Regions from separate parts of the Mus musculus genome. Here region 2 is linked to region 1. Evidence: chromatin contacts called from public Hi-C data. All regions are on one chromosome and are shown on one strand. The core of a region is the stretch at or near the end of the contact, and the rest is flanking DNA. Distances in the headings are between cores, read along the strand shown. Region 1 overlaps Eif4g3 (eukaryotic translation initiation factor 4 gamma, 3). Region 2 overlaps Cda (cytidine deaminase).

Region 1 (7,778 bases), core at 3,550-6,049:
AACAGCAAACGACCGAAGGAGGCAATCCCTGGGTCAAAGCCTAAGCAGAGAAGGAGAAGACCTCGACAGCGATGCAAACCAAAGGGAAGAGAAGCCATCTCAGACAGCAGGCTAGTGCAGGCCTCGGAAGAAACTGTCTGTGCTTTCAAACAAGTACCATAGAGCAGCTGTAAGCAAGACAGCACTGGGTGAGAACACAGCGACCAATGGAAGAGAGCAGAGCAGAAACTCAATAAGGATGCACTCAGATGTGAGCTTATGGTCCCAAAGGTGCGAGACTGCAGAGCGGGGCAGGGCCGTCCTTGCTAGGTTTCCCCATGCAGAACAGGCTGACCCTCTAACTTGTGAAAACATAGAAACGTACAGGCAGCACGAGGGAGGTGGGAGGGAGGCGGGCTCCACAGAGTTAGCTGGGCAGCCCTTTTCTGCCATGACTCAGGGTGCAGGCAACTAAAACAGCACCAGGGCAGGAGGACGGCAGTGAGCAGGGCCACTGCAAAGGGAACAGGAGCTGCAAGTCAGACTGGGTCACAGCAATCTCTGACACCTCAAGGTCATTTCACAGAAACCTACAGGATCTACAGGGCAAACACATACTCAACAATCTCATGAGGAAAAGTTGAGGTTCACTGACTTAAAGCCTTGTGATGAATGAATGAGCTGTGGTTCTTTTCCATTCCAGACACCGGATGGAGGTCTCAGAGAAAATCAGATGATAACATGAGTGTCTTAGCCCAGTCTACAAACCGTGGTTCTATCAATCAACACTGCGTATGAGGTCAGAACAGTACAGTGACAGAGGCCAGGATGGCAGACATCACCTAGCAGCTGAGGTGTAAGGATACTGGATACCAACCCTTTGAAAAAGTCCTGCTTGCTGAGTTTTTCTGACTGCACCAGCTGATACAGTAAGTGGCCCATGTGGTCCCTGGTGATCTGGCTCCGTTCCAGGGTGAACTCCACACCCACCTTCACGAACACATGCAGTGGGCCCTGGGCGCTCAGCTCCTCTATGCACTGCGTGGCCTCCTGTTCAAACAAATAAAGGCTTGTTCCAAACTCTGATGTTATGGTAACTTCAAAATCTAAATATATTAAAAGTAGTATAAGGCTTTTCAAACAAGACAGTTTTCCAATGTAAGTTTTTTCCTTGTTTAATATTAAAAAGGGTGCTATACGCAAATTTCTAGAATAAAAAGTAGAGAGAAATAAAAATACTGATTTAGTTAGGTGTGGCAACACACACACTAAAAATGCTGAGGCAGGAGGATGACTGTTTAGTTCAAATCTATCCTGGGATGCACACTGAGTTCAAGGCTCTAGCAGGGTGACAAAACAAGGTCCCACATCATGACACCTGTGTTCGTCAAGTCGGAAAGCTGAGGCAGAAGGATTGCCTTAATCCAGACTGAAATTGAGACCAGGTAATGCAGTGAAACGCTGAACTTCCTTCCCAAGGGGGATGGCCTCTCAGAGCTTTGACTCTTGTTGTTGTTTTCTAGATTTATTTTTGTATTTAACATGTACGTATGTGCATGTGCCTGAATGTCTGCATACACTCCACATGTGTGTAGGAGCTAGTATTAGGCCTGGATCCTCTAAGAGCAGTAAGCACCCTGTCTGCTGAACCAGCTCCTGGGTTAACTAACTAACTTCCTTCCTTCCTTCCTTCCTTCCTTCCTTCCTTCCTTCCTTCCTTCCTTCCTTCCTTCCTTCCTCTTTCTCTCCCCCCCCTCTCTCTCTTTCAATATTTATTTACTTATTATATAAGTACACTGTAGCTGTCTTCAGACACACCAGAAGAGGGCATCAGATTCTATTATAGATGGTTGTGAGCCACTATTTGATTGCTGGGATTTGAACTCAGGCCCTCTGGAAGAGCAGTCAGTGCTTTTAACCACAGAGCCATCTCTCCAGCAGCCCAAAGTATGTTTCCAAATAAGAGTTTGGTGGTTCATACCTCTAATCCTAGCACTTAAGAGGTTGAGATAGGCAGATTGCCACAAGTTGGAGGCTAGTCTCTTCTACAGTATGAGACTCTGTTGTAAAAACCAAAGCCAAAAAATTATTGTATTTAACATTCATATATGCATATAATGTATATGGAGGATGTAACAGTATGTGTCAACCTGCATCACTTTAAAACTCTGAAAATGAGATACTGTAAAATAGAACAACACCAAGATTAAAAGACCTTAACGTGAGCCAGGACTGGTAGAGGATGCCTTTAGTCCCAGCACTGGGGAGGGGGAAGGAGAGGCAAGGGCAGGGGTAGAGGCAGAGGCAGAGGCAGAGGCAGGCAGATCTGAGTTTGAGATCAGCATGGTCTAAAGAGTGAGTTCAAGAACAAACAGTGCTACAGAGAAACACTGTAAAAAAAACCCTAAACAAACCAAACTACAAACAAACAACAAACAAGAACTTGCCTTGGGATGTCAGTACTGCACAATTTCACACCAAAGAGGTCTGCTATTACAGGAAGTTACATGGATTGTGGAGTGATCCACCTGGTCTCTGGACTGGAGGACAAAGCCTATTGGTCTAGCTTGCTTGCCTGGCCATGCAGTTCGCAGATACCACGGTGCTAGCAGCCTTCCCTTTCCTTCACCCTCTGAAGCAAGCTCTTCTTGAGAGGACAGAGGTGAGAAAGGTGGCCACTGACCACAGCAGAGGAGAGTGCCCGCAGGCGGCTCTATCTGCGTTTCTGTTATTTAATACTTTGAGTGCTCAGGTCAAATTATCTAGTACAACCTATCTACCTTTGTAAGGTCACTAGTTGTTACTTTTGTGTCTTCCCACATACTCAGAAAGCTTACACTGGCGAGGAGGTGTCCTCACGTGTCCACTACTGACCCTGAAGTACACTGCAGCTTTGTGCTTGGGGAGTTCAATTTGAGCTGACATCACATGGCACGAAGCCTCTTTTTGGCCATCTAACTCTGCAGACACTGCTGTGTCACCTGCGGTCACTCTGCAGGCTCTCCTGCCTTTCATGTTTCTCCACGAGCCAAGGTGCTGCCAGCTAGTCAGTGCTGACTGTCTAGGAAGGAGGCTGAGCAGGCGCAGGGCAGCAGCCCTCTGCTGTTCATTCAAGGCTCACTCCGTTCCAGGGTCAGGTCTGCAGACTCATCCCTTCACCTTTAACATCACCAAAAGCTTTCTCTGGCTGGTCTGGGGGCTGATGACTACAACTCCAGGAAAGGGAGGCTGAGGCAGGAGGCAGCTCTAAGTCATGTAAGTGCTCCAACTTAACTGGGCTATAGAGCAAGACACTGTCTCAAAACACAACACAACATCCTCTACATATCCAGGAACCGGGAGGCAGAGGCAGGCAAATTAAAAGGACAAGATCAACCTTGGCTAGTGAGTTTAGGGCTAGCCTGGCCTGCACAAGGCCTCAAAAGAAACTGAAAACAAACAAAACCCTCTAGAATACCATTCTTCCCACTTCCAGATGCTGGCTACTACAGGTGTGAAGGAAGGTTTCAGGGTTTGGATAGACATAATCAAAGTGATTTTGTGTACAAAAAGCAGATAATGGTTAGGTTATTCAAAAAAATGAATAATAAGATTTTCAATAATACCAAAGCAAAAGTGTAAGTTATCTAGCAGCTGTTTAACAGAAGAGACACCTTCTGACCTGAGCGGTAAACAAGATTGGGTCACACGATCTTCCGTCACCCCTTCTAGCTCAGGACATCTGTGGAGTCACCTGCACTGCTCTGTCTGTCACTGGACTGTGGCTTTTTTCAGGCAAGAGGTTTGTCCTACCAACCATCACTTAAAGAGTCCAGGTGGAGGAGATGTCAGAAAGGCAAGCTCACAGGGTGGGGGTGGGGGGTGTCTTGAAATGTCTCAGGCCTTCTGACCTGAACACACACTGTCCTTTTGTGCCTCAGTTTCCCACTTACAAAACAAAGGAAAAATGATGGCAGTCATAACCCACGGAAAGGAAAATGATGCTATGATGTCTAAGGGCCCAGACAGGTGGGACGGGGCCAGCAGTAGCCGCAGTGGTACTCTGCTGTCTGCTCCTTAAGGCCACCGTCAGTTTAGCCTCCTCTCGGTTACACTGACTGGAATCCATTCTCTTTTCCCACTATTAAATTTGTGAATGACAGAGATCATCAGTTTAAAATAGAGAACTTGGCAGAAATGCAAGAGCTGAGCCAACTGAACCCTGAAGGGCTGGATTACGAAATCCATGTCTTATCTGCTCATAATGACACCTAGGTCACGCCAAGCTGCCATGCTCTCTGACATGGGCTGCCTAAGAGTTGCTTGCTGCCTTCACTGTCAGCATTTACCTTAAAGTCATTGATGTGTAAGAATTCGTCAATGATAGACTTGGACTTCCTCTCCACTTCCTCTTCTGACAGTGCAGGCTTGTCAGGGGCTGGCACTGCACACATTTCCGATTTTGCTATGAATGAGATCAAAGAGCAAGAAGATAAAACACTAAGTATCAGTCCAACTGGACCTTGGCTGGTGATGTTTACGTGCTCGCACGCTGGCTTTTCAGGGCAGGTGTCTTACGGATATTGGTTTGACAGAGTCAGACAAATGAAAGGAAAATCAAAGGCCCTTTTCTTTAGGACAGAGAGGTACACAGTAATACCACAGTCTGCGCTCTAGCCATGACCAGAGTTAGGGATAGTTTGAACCTTTAGAGCCACAGCTTGGCAGTTTCTTTATTTTGATTTCCCTGCAACTGCTTAAAGAATGAGCCCACAAAGGCCTCTAGAACACACAGTGGGTGAGTGCCTGCTTGACAGAGTACTGACTACACTGGCCCAGTGTGGGACCTGTGTAAACACTGCCTGGCCACTCCTGCCTCCCCTCTGCCTGGCCGCTCCTGCTGCCCCTCTGGCTGGCCACTCCCGCCTCCCCTCTGGCTGGCTGCTCCTGCTGCCCCGCTCTCCTATGCTTCCCACCGCTCCACCCCAGAAGTCTGTCTCATCTCTACTCATCATCATGAACTCTAAGATGATTCAAAACCATTTTATCTATCAGCTCCTGTTTCAAGTGTTTCTGCAAGTTAACTCAATTTCTTCTAAGAAAGAACTGGACAGGGTGTGTGTGAATCGATAAAAATCCAGAGCTCAGACTGAAGACACAGAGAACTGTTACTGTGCCACCAGAGTCTGAGCACATGCACCCTAAATACAAACAAACCCCACACAAGTGACGAGGGAGATGAGGCTGGAGAAGGCGGCTGACACCTTCTCTGTTAAGCAGGGATAACGTGAGCCCTACCAGAGCCTACAGGGCTTTGAACACACTGACATCCGATGACCACGGGACCAGGGGCTGGAAGGACTGTGAGAAAGTCAGAATACTGATCATAAAGGAAAAGGACCTTGTCGTCACAGCATGGCAGACAGGGAGGACTGGAAGCTCTGTGATGGCACAGCTTTGGAGAGACACTGGTGACACCCAATGACAACACTGTGCGGATGCTCCCAGGGGTGGGTGCAGAATGTACTCATCAAGTCTTGGTAGCTTTATTACTGCTTATTTTTTTGTTTAAGTGTATGAGTACTGTACCTGTCCTACATGAGTGCTGTGTGATCAGAGGTCAGAAGAGGGTGTGGGAACTGAGTATGGGTCGTCCAGACGCAGAGTCAGGGTTCTTATCTGCTGAATGACCTCGCCAGTCCTGTCTCTGTATTTTGCTTCTGAATTTAAAGCCAATAGGAGGTCTGTCTTGCATCCCAGGGCCCTCTCACCTAGCTCCCTCGTTTTGCTTCGGTCGGCCTCAGTGCTGGCCCGCTCAGCATCCAGGCCTCCTGTCAGCTGTTTCACGGTCTCCAACATCTCTCTGCGCTGCTCTTCCTGGGACTGGTTGTCCAGCAGGTCTTTGCTGCTGCCCCTCAGGAACGTGTTGGGACGGGCTGTTCCAGCTGGAATTGGCTTGTCGCTCTTCTCCCTGCCCATGCTCCCACGACTAAAAAGATAAAACAACAGGCCTCAGAAGATAATGTCTTGCTTCATACAACACAAAGCGTTACCAAGATTTTCTACATATAACTATTTTAAATCTTTCTCTTTGTAAGGCCGCCCGTGATTGGAAAGCACCAGACTAGTTGACCCATTTTCCAGCCTCCTACACAACTTCAGATATAAGGCACTAACTATATTTTAAAGTGTACTAACTCGCAGAATAGGCAAAAATCTGAGCTTCCAAAGGAATATTTACTAAGATATTTTAATTTTACCTTTAGGAGGAAAAAGGATACTACCTTAAGACTTTATTTTTTGTGTGTAGTCTTTGATTTTGTAACTTTAAAACATCCATAGATCTTATATATACAGGAAGGAAGTTTTGTTTTTCTTTTTTTAAAAAATATTTATTTATTATATGTAAGTACACTGTAGTGTGTCTTCAGACACTCCAGAAGAGAGCATAAGATTTCGTGGCAGTTTTGTTTTTCATGGATAAAAATCATTCTTTAAAAACTCAAATGTGAGTCGGGTGTGGTGGCACACGCCTTTAATCCCAGCAACTGGGAGGCAGAGGCAGGCAGATTTCTGAGTTCGAGGCCAGCCTGGTCTTCAGAATGAGTTCCAGGACAGCCAAGGCTACACACAGAGAAACCCTGTCTCGAAAAACCAACCAACCAACCAACCAAACAAACAAACCCAAAAAAACAAAACAAAACAAAAACCCTCAAGTGTGAAGGGCTGGAGAGATGGCTCAGCGGCTAAAAGCACTGACTGGTCAACTAGAGGACTCGGGTTCAGTTCTCAGCACCCACATGACAGCTGAAATGTCTATGACTCCAGTATCCAAGATCTGACACTCTCACAGAGACACACATGCAGATAAAACATCAACGCATATAAAATAAATTGTAAAACACTGAAGCGTGAGAAGCTTCGGACAGACAGGTGACAGCTGCTGCTAGGCAGAGCCCCTTTCTCTAGCGTGTGAGCCATGCTTGGCCGTCACACTCCAGTGCATGCCCATACCAGAGAGCATACGGGCAGCTCTAACCTCCGGATTTATGTGTATGTATATGTATACATACATATATACACATATGTGCATAAATAAAAGTTATAAGGTATAAAGTTGGGAGGAAGATAGAGGGCAAGGGCCCAGAAGATTTATAGGGAAGTGAATATGATCTAAATACACTGTATTCATTTATGAAAGCACCAAAGTATACACTACAATACTTATCAAAGAGACATCAAAGTGGGGGGGGGAGTGAGATGGCTCAGTAGGTAAAGTTGCTTGCTGCCAACCTAGTGACTTGAGTTAATTTCCAGGGCCGGGTCTTTCTAGCTCTAATTTCTACTCACTGGCCGCCACACATGCTTCCCCACACAACCCACGCACATGTGCAATGACTGCAGAGTAAAGTGTAAGTGTAAATGACACGGGGCCCTTTCTCTTGGAAGTACTCGGGCTGTTACACACAAGTCAACATCTCTGGAGAGTGACAAGAACACAGGCCTGCATGGCTGTCCTTGAACTCAGAGGCCCCTGTGCTTCTCCTTCTAAAGTGTGGAATTCAAGGTGTGAGCCACCATGCCTGGCTGCCAGAAAATTTTGTTTTCAATTGCAGGGCTCTGAGTGTGGGGGTTAAACTGGGACCTTAAACTGGTTAAGCACAAGCTGTGAACTCTACTAAAATACTTTAGCTGTCAGTGGTGAGTCCTTACTCGTGTGTAGACCTCTGAAGAAAAGAGACAGTGATGCAGTGGGAGCCGACTGAATGGCAGGAAGCAAACGTTAGACAGGGCTAACCTCATTATTGAGAAACTACATC
Region 2 (7,778 bases), core at 2,277-4,776, 160 kb before region 1:
AGAGTGGTGGGGGCCTGCTCTCACAGAGGACTCTGGTTCAGTTTCCACCACCCACGTGGTGATTCACAACCATCTGTAACTCTAGTTCCAGGGGATCCAGCAGTCCCTTCTGGCCTCTGTCAGCACCAGGGACACAGACAGTTGTTCATACGTACATGTAGGCAAAACTTCCATACATATAAAATACAAATAAATGAAACATAAAAGACAGAAAGCATGCAGACCACACTGAGGCCCCCTCCTGCAGCTTCCATCTCCTGGATCCGACTTGAGGCTGCTTCTATCTTTTTTCTCCCTCTGCAGCACTGGGCAAGCAATCTGCGTCTTCATACCAGGCGAGCACTCTGCCACAACCACTTTATCAAGCCTCAGCAGCATCTCCCTTCACCTTCACCTTCACCTTGACCTTGACCTTAGGGATGATGCAGCTGCTCCTCTCTGCTTCCAGGTTTGGGAACCAGGATGAGGCATTAGAGAAACAAAGACCCGAACATTCTTGGAAAATCCACGCCACAGCAGGCCCCAGTGTTCTCCAGTACTTCTAAACACATTGTCCTGTTCCTAATAGTGGGCCCCTCCCTGGCCTGGGTGGTGGGAGTGCTCTCATTAGGGGTCCTATCACTGTTGCAAAGCATAACTAAAAGTGACATGGGGAGGAAAGGACCCACGTAAGCCACAGTTTCACATCGGAGTCCATCATCGAAGGAAGTCAGAGCAGGAACCCAAGACAGGATCCTGGAGGCAGGAACCTGAGAAGCCATGGAGGGATGCTGCTCTCAGGCTTGCTCCTCATGGCTTGCTCAGCCTGCTTTCTTAAAGTACTCAGGACCCATGACCCAGAGGTGGCACCACCCACAAGGAGCTTAGGCTTTCCCACATCAGTCATTGATCAAGAAAATGCCCCACAGACAAGAAAATCATCCCTTTTCCCAAATGACTCTAGTGTGTGTGTGTGTGTGTGTACACATGTACACACACGCACACATTCTCTCAACTGAGGTTTCCTCTTCCCAGATGACTCTATCATGAGTCAAGACATACAAATGAGGCACAAGGAACCTCTTCCAACATCCTCCTCAGGAAATAGTTCTGTTGTCCATACCACTGGTCTCTTCTCTCCCCTCAGGGTGCAACATAGAAAACGCCTGCTACCCACTAGGTGTGTGTGCCGAGCGGACTGCCATCCAGAAGGCCATCTCCGAAGGGTACAAGGATTTCAGGGCTATTGCCATCTCTAGGTGAGTGGGGTGGGCCAGTTATAGCAGAGTTCATAATTTCTCCAGCTGATGTCTCACACACACCTCATTCATTCATTCATTCATTCATTCATTCACCAGATGTATGCCTATTGTACATGTTCTTCCTGGCAGACACAGGGCCAGAGATAAGGAGGTAAATAAGAAATATGAGTCCGAGGCTGGGGGTCAGGGCTCAGTTGGAGGAATATTTGCCCAGTACGCAAAGATGCTGGGTTTGATCCCCAGCCTTGCATAAAGGTAGACATAGCTTTGTACTCCTATAATCCCAGCACTCAGAAGGCAGAGGCAGGAGGATCAGAAATTCAAGGTCTACCCTGGCTAAATAGTGAGTTCAAGTTCAGCCTTGGCTAAATAGTGAGACCTTGTCTCAAAAAGAGCAAGGGCAAGGGGAGCTGGAGCAGTGTGGCTCAGTGGGCAGGGCACTTGACACTTGCTCTTGAGGACTTGAGCTCTGCCCCTGCACAAACTAGGTAAGAGACAATCATGGTGGTCTGTCCCGACAATTCCAGCAGTGCGACAGTGTTGGGAGGCAGATGCCCAGAGTGTGCTGTCCAGTCAGTCTAGTCCAAAGAGCATACTCTAGGTTCAGGGAGAGAACACATTTCAAAACCATAAGGTGGGGGCTGGAGAGATGGCTCAGTGGTTAAGAGCACGGGTGGCTTTTCCTGAGAGCCTGAGGTTTGAGTCCTAGCACTGACATGGTAGCTTATAACTCCAGTCCTACAGGATCCAACACTCTCTTTTGGTCTCTGCAGGCTTCAGACAGGCACATGGTACAGAGACATACATGTAGGCAAAATACCCATACACATAAAATAAAATGATTGAAAACATATCTAAGGCAGAGAGTGACTGAGGAAGATGCCTAAAATTGACCTCTGGCCTTCACACATGTGTGCACACATACCTGCATGCATATGCACACATGAACACATGCACACATGAACGAATGCACATGAGCGTATGCACACACACACAAAAGCCCATACATTTTCCCCACCACACACATAAGGAAAAATAACAATAATTAAAATAATAAATGGGTTTGATTAGTGGTAGTGAAACTGAAGACAGCCCAGAATTCCCCCTGGGAGCCCAAGGAGTCTCTGTAAACTTTTAGAGCCTCCATGTAGATAAAACCAAATTCTTGGCTTTGCTGGGGGAAAAGCATTTTAAGAAAAACCACCATGAAGCAGAATTGGAATGTATTAACAGACATTCAGAATCCTTCTTAGATTTATTTTATGTGTATAGGTGCTTTGCATGCTTGCTATATATGTCTGTACACCAGAGGTATGTGTGGTGCCTGAGGTCAGAAGAGGACATTGGATCTCCTGGGACTGGAGTTACAAGCAGCTGTGATCCGGCATGTGGGTGCTGGGAATCAAACCCAGGTCCTCTAGCTAGAGCAACAAGTGACCCATGTCTCCCAGTCCTTTAAAAGGTGTTTTAAATGTAGCCTTCAAGTACAAAGGTTAACAGAAAGAGAGCAGCCCAGGAGAAGGGTGAGCTACACCCAAAAGCCTAGGCTTGAGCTTCTCAAAGGAAATAGACACTTTGTTATCCCAGTGGTGACTGGAGGAGGGATTTGGAAGCTTTGAGATCTCAGGTTCAGCTGGTTTCTTTCTCCCTCCCTCCCTCCCTCCCTCCCTTTCTCCCTTTCTCCCTTTCTCCCTTCCTCCCTTCCTTCTTTTCTGTTGTTTTGTTTTGTTTTTGTTTGAGACAAGGTCTTACTCTGTGTCCCTAGCAGTCTACACAGCTATGAAACTCACTATGTAGACCAGGCTGGCCTCAAACTCACAGCCATCCACCTGCCTCTACCTCCCTTAGGATTAAAGATCTGAAACCACCTGGGCTAATAATTGGTATTCTTCGTTCTCAGCTGCTGAAAGGCTTCCCCAGTCTCCCGAGTGAGTGGCTCCCATCCCTCTCCTTTTCCCTGTCTTTCTGGTCTGCCTCAGACTCCACCCTCAGGGTTGGCCCACAGAGCAGGTAAACTCAGGAGGACTGGCACAGCAGGGACGTTTCTGTCTCAGTAACACCAATTTCGACACAAATCCCTGGAGGTACAAAAGAAAGATGTCACACAGAAACTCAACAGCCAGAGGACCTGAGAGTCATTGGGCACGGACTCCCTTGCCACCACCCCACTTTTACAGACAAACAAAACCAACCAACCAAACAAACAAACCCTTGAGGCCTGAGAAGTTAAGGAACTTTCCTGGAAGTTGGCTGTAGATAAAACTGGAACGAAACTCTGATCCCAGAATCATAGTCCAGGGTACAGTCCTCTGTGCCACTCGGTGCCAGGAGGCAGACTCTGTTGCCTGCTCTTTTTAAGTGGGCGCAGAACGAGCTGTTGAGCTTTGCTAACTCCAGATAAAGGTGCCAAAACCAGGGTTCAAAAGCAAGCTGGCTCAGTGACTCGGTGACAGTCATGTAAGAACTGACTATGGCTCAAGTTAACCCAACTCCAGTTAGGGTCTGACTAAACTAGATTTCTAGTCAGTGCTCTCTAGTACCTCAGATGTAATGGCTCAGGCTCCCGTGGGCTTCCTCCCACTGGAGTGTGGTGGGGTCTTGTTGGCACTGGACCCAGACTGTATAGCTCCTAGGCCAAAGCCCGTGTGAATGGACTCTTTACTAGTTTAGATCCCCAGAAATTTTGTGCTTTTGTGGTAAGTTGCATTTGCGTACCCCCTTTTTTTATTGGCTGGGCGAGAAGTAATCTTGGCAAGTTACTGGTTAAAGAAATTGACACAGGACACAGTGAACCCAGCCAGCAGAGCCGGCTAACCAAGCATTGGTCTTAAGCAGCGTGGGACACAAACCCTAGAAGATCATTTCTTCCTGTGAATGGAGTTGCAGCCTGGTAGAGCAGCAAAGGTTTACAATAGTCTGTGCACCAGAAAGGGATCTTGTGGCTTTTCCAAGACCCTGCGTTTTGCCTCCATCTGGCCCCGAGGGGGTCCTGAGGGTCATGTTGCAGTGACTGGAGCCAGGTGTGCCCTTGGGAAGCAAGGCTTCGGTTCCAGGCTTTCTCTGGAGCCCAGGGCTGTCCTGGTTCCCGTAGGTTTTCAGAGGATAAATGAGGCTGAGCTGGGAACATTTTGAGCAGGATGTGAACTGCACGTACGAAGAAATGGGGAGAAATAACTCAATTGCAGAGCTGCTCCAAGAAAGCCATGGTGTTCTGGGGAAGGAGAGGTCGGTGCCATAGCCTGCCGGCTCCGTTAGCATTTGCCCAATGGAAGGCTCTTTTCTTTTGCCCATCGCCTGCCTTTAAACATGACCCATTGGGTCTTGCTGCAATCATCAGACTTCCTTACACAAACACCTGCAGTTTCTAGCACCCAACTGGCCTACTCTGGATCTTTAGCCCATCACCGAATCCCCCAGCCAGCAATGCAGTCATTATCACACTAATGAATTATTAAAGAAAGCTTGGATTTAGAGGAGGAAGGCCAGCCAGCTCTTTTTGGCACAGACCAGGGCCGAGCAGCCCAGTTCCCTCTCTGGGATCACAAAGGATGGGGTGCTGTGGATGTTGGCAGAGCCAGGTGAGATCCTGAGGTCCTACTGGACTCTGTTCTCAGAGTCAGTAGGTTTCTAGCTCACCAAGCTATGACCTCAGTATGCAGCCAAGGTTTGCACAAACCACACAAAACCCTTGATCTCCAGGGATAAAAGGTATCCTGGGGAGGAGAATCAGGAAAGCATGGGAGAGATGTCTAGATGCAGCCAACTTGTCTGATGGTTATTGATCATTCTTGCCAGATATGTTAACTGACAGATAAAAGCCCTAGCTCCCAGGTCACTGGGGACTGCCCTACTGTCCACCTAAGATGCTTAGAAACCTCTAAGCCTAGCTATTTTATTTTATTTTATTTTATTTTATTTTATTTTATTTTATTTTATTTTTTGACTAGGTCTCACATAAGCCAGGCTGGCCTAGAACTTACTTTGCAAGCAAGGCTGTGACCATGAAACTCTGATCTTCCTGCCTTCACCACTTGAATGCTGGGACGGCAAGTCTGTGCCATCATACCCTCTTTGGGCTCTGTGGTCAAGTACTCTATCCATCCAGCTACAATCCCAGCCCTCAGCCTGGCTTTCTAAGCTGGAAAATTCACGAGAGGGAGTGGGCCGGCCACGTGAATTGACTTCTGAGAACTCCCTAGCACACAGTGTGTCACCAAGGAGAACCACAGTTGTGACATTATTGTTCTTACTTGGCAAGCCATAAGAAAAGCAAAGGCAGAGTTTGTGGGTTCTGAGTTCAAATCCCGACCGGGCCCCCGATTGGCTCTGTGACCCTGAGTAAGTTGCTTCTTCCACGATCTTTAACACGCAGTAAAAGCTTGCACACAGGTTCATGTCTTCTAGGATGTTAGGAGATTAAATGAGCTGATTGGCTGGCTCCTCTGCAGAGCCTCGGCTGAACATTTGGGACTGCAGCGCAGAATGAAGTGAGCTATTTAGCACAGTTTAGAACTTTGGGTGGTTGAAACTAAGGCTGAATCCAGCTTCCTTGTAGGACGCAGGATTGGTCCTCCGGTGACTTCTGACTTGAGCCACCATATCCAAGAAGGGAAATGACAGGGGCAGATCACATAGGGTCTCACCGGCTGTGGAAGGGAGGCAGAGTTCCCTGGGTAACACTTCTTGGAGGTCTCTGTTGCTCCTTTTCCATACCTGCCTGGCTGAGAGCAGGCCCTGGATCAATACAAGTAGAAAGAAATGAAACATAAGACAGGCTAAGCTTTGTAACACCAGTCACCCAGAGACTGCACAGTTTACTTGACTCATAGAGTGAGTGCCCTGCAGAGTGGCCCCCATTCCCTCAGGTTCCCATGGGGTTTCTTCTGAAGCAGGAAGCCTTCTCAGGGAAAATCCCACTTTTTCCTGGAGCAAAACCAGTTTTTGATTTGCCAGGCACAATAGAGCATGCCTTTAATCCCAGCACTCAGGAGCCAAAGGCAGGTGGATCTCTGTGTGCTTAAGGCCAGCCTGATCTACATAGTGAGTTCCAGGACAGCCAAGGCTACACAGAGAAACCCTGTCTTGAAGGGGGGTGGAGTAAAACAGAAACATTCTTTTGTTTGTTTGTTTGTTTCTTTTGAGACAGGGTTTCTCTGTTTAGCCCTGGCTGTCTTGGAAATCACTCTGTAGACCAGGCTGGCCTCGAACTCAGAAATCTGCCTGCCTCTGCCTTCCAAGTGCTGGGATTAAAGGTGTGTGCCACTACTGCCCAGCCAGAAACATTCTTTGATTGGACCTTCGGATACAAGTCAATTATCATGGAATCCAAAAAACAGCCCCTGGCCTCTCTGTCCCATCATTAACTGCCTCCACTTGGTCCGTTGCTGGCTAGTTAGTTTGGCTCTTTAGTCTATAAAGACGTGACCATGGTGAATTTGTGTGTCTTGTTCATTATAGCACCCCTAGCACCCGTGGCAGTTCCTAGTGCCAGGCATGGAGTAAGTACTCAATAAATATTAGTCATCTGAAATGAGCCAGCCTCTGCAGAATGCTTTTCAGGGAGCTCAGCACGCTAGGCACACAGTACACGGCACAACAGCTGCTGTTGGCGCGTGGCAATATTAATTATAGACGGCATAGAGCACACTGCATGAAATAAAATAGTATGCAGTAAAGTATTAAAATATGGAAGAGGCCACACATGGAAGGTGTGCGGAAATTAGCCCCGGCAATAACAATATAGCACTCGGAGGCTTATAAAACCCCTGGGGTTGGGACTTAGCTCAGCTGGAAGAATGCCTACCTAGCCTGCATAAAGCCCTGGCTTCCATCCCCAGCACTGCATAAAACCAGGCCTGGCGGTGCGTGCCTGTAATACAGGAACTCAGGAGACAGAAGCCGGAGGCTCATGAGGTCAAGGTTATCCACGGCTATGTGGCAAGCTGGAGGCCAGCCTGGGCTACATGAGACTTTGTCTCAAAAATAAAGTTTTACATCCTTGGGACATGCTATGTCATTTTGTTGAAATCCTTCCAAGTAGATGACAGTATCAGTGTGACCCACGTGTGACAGACAAAGGAAGGATCCTGGGTGACTTAAGATGACTCAGAGCCACACAGTGAGCCAAACAGGAAGTTGGCCCAAATCCCATGCTCTTTTCCAGCCGTCCCCAAGCTGTGGGCCCAGAAGGGTAGGGATTGTGGCCACCAAGGCCCCACAGCCAAATCTTCACTCTCTGGACATCATCCCTGTCCTCTGTCTGAGCCAGACAATGGCACAAAGGTGCCTGAATTCTTGAAGGCAACCTGGCTGGAAGCGTGTGTCTTGCTTCCTGTTTCCCTCGGATGCCAGCAGCCCATCCTTCTCTTTGATACATATACGTGGTATTCTTCTATCCCAGAGCCTTTCGGAGCCTGTCTTCTTTTTTCGTCCATCCCCCTTTCTTCCTTTTTACCAACATTTGTTTTTGTTTTTCGAGACAGGGTTTCTCTGTATAGCCCTGGCTGTCCTGGAACTCACTTTGTAGACCAGGCTGTC

Evidence for each region. Hi-C and Micro-C count contacts between places; a contact is called where the count stands out from the background.
Region 2: a contact with region 1 is called in a Hi-C map of liver, with 2.7 times the contacts expected there. The contact joins two enhancer-like sites. A contact is called at or near these places in 1 of 484 Hi-C or Micro-C datasets (liver) and 3 of 9 other capture datasets (adipose tissue, liver and pancreatic islet).

The regions. Positions count from the first base shown.
Region 1 is chr4:138,181,297-138,189,074 of GRCm38.p6, reverse strand. Eif4g3 (eukaryotic translation initiation factor 4 gamma, 3) reads right to left here. Exons shown (of 35, transcript NM_172703.3): 26 at 5,730-5,947; 27 at 4,308-4,423; 28 at 857-1,029. Among named protein-coding and RNA genes, the nearest start is that of Mir6399, 22 kb to the right of the region's middle. Within about 2 kb of position 4,799, at least 19 of the 459 cell types and tissues checked have an H3K27ac peak or open chromatin away from gene starts, as enhancers often do. A contact at or near this core is called in liver, where this site is marked.
Region 2 is chr4:138,344,644-138,352,421 of GRCm38.p6, reverse strand. It overlaps Cda (cytidine deaminase), which reads left to right. Exons shown (of 4, transcript NM_028176.1): 2 at 1,127-1,238. Among named protein-coding and RNA genes, the nearest start is that of Cda, 19 kb to the left of the region's middle. Within about 2 kb of position 3,526, at least 8 of the 459 cell types and tissues checked have an H3K27ac peak or open chromatin away from gene starts, as enhancers often do. A contact at or near this core is called in liver, where this site is marked.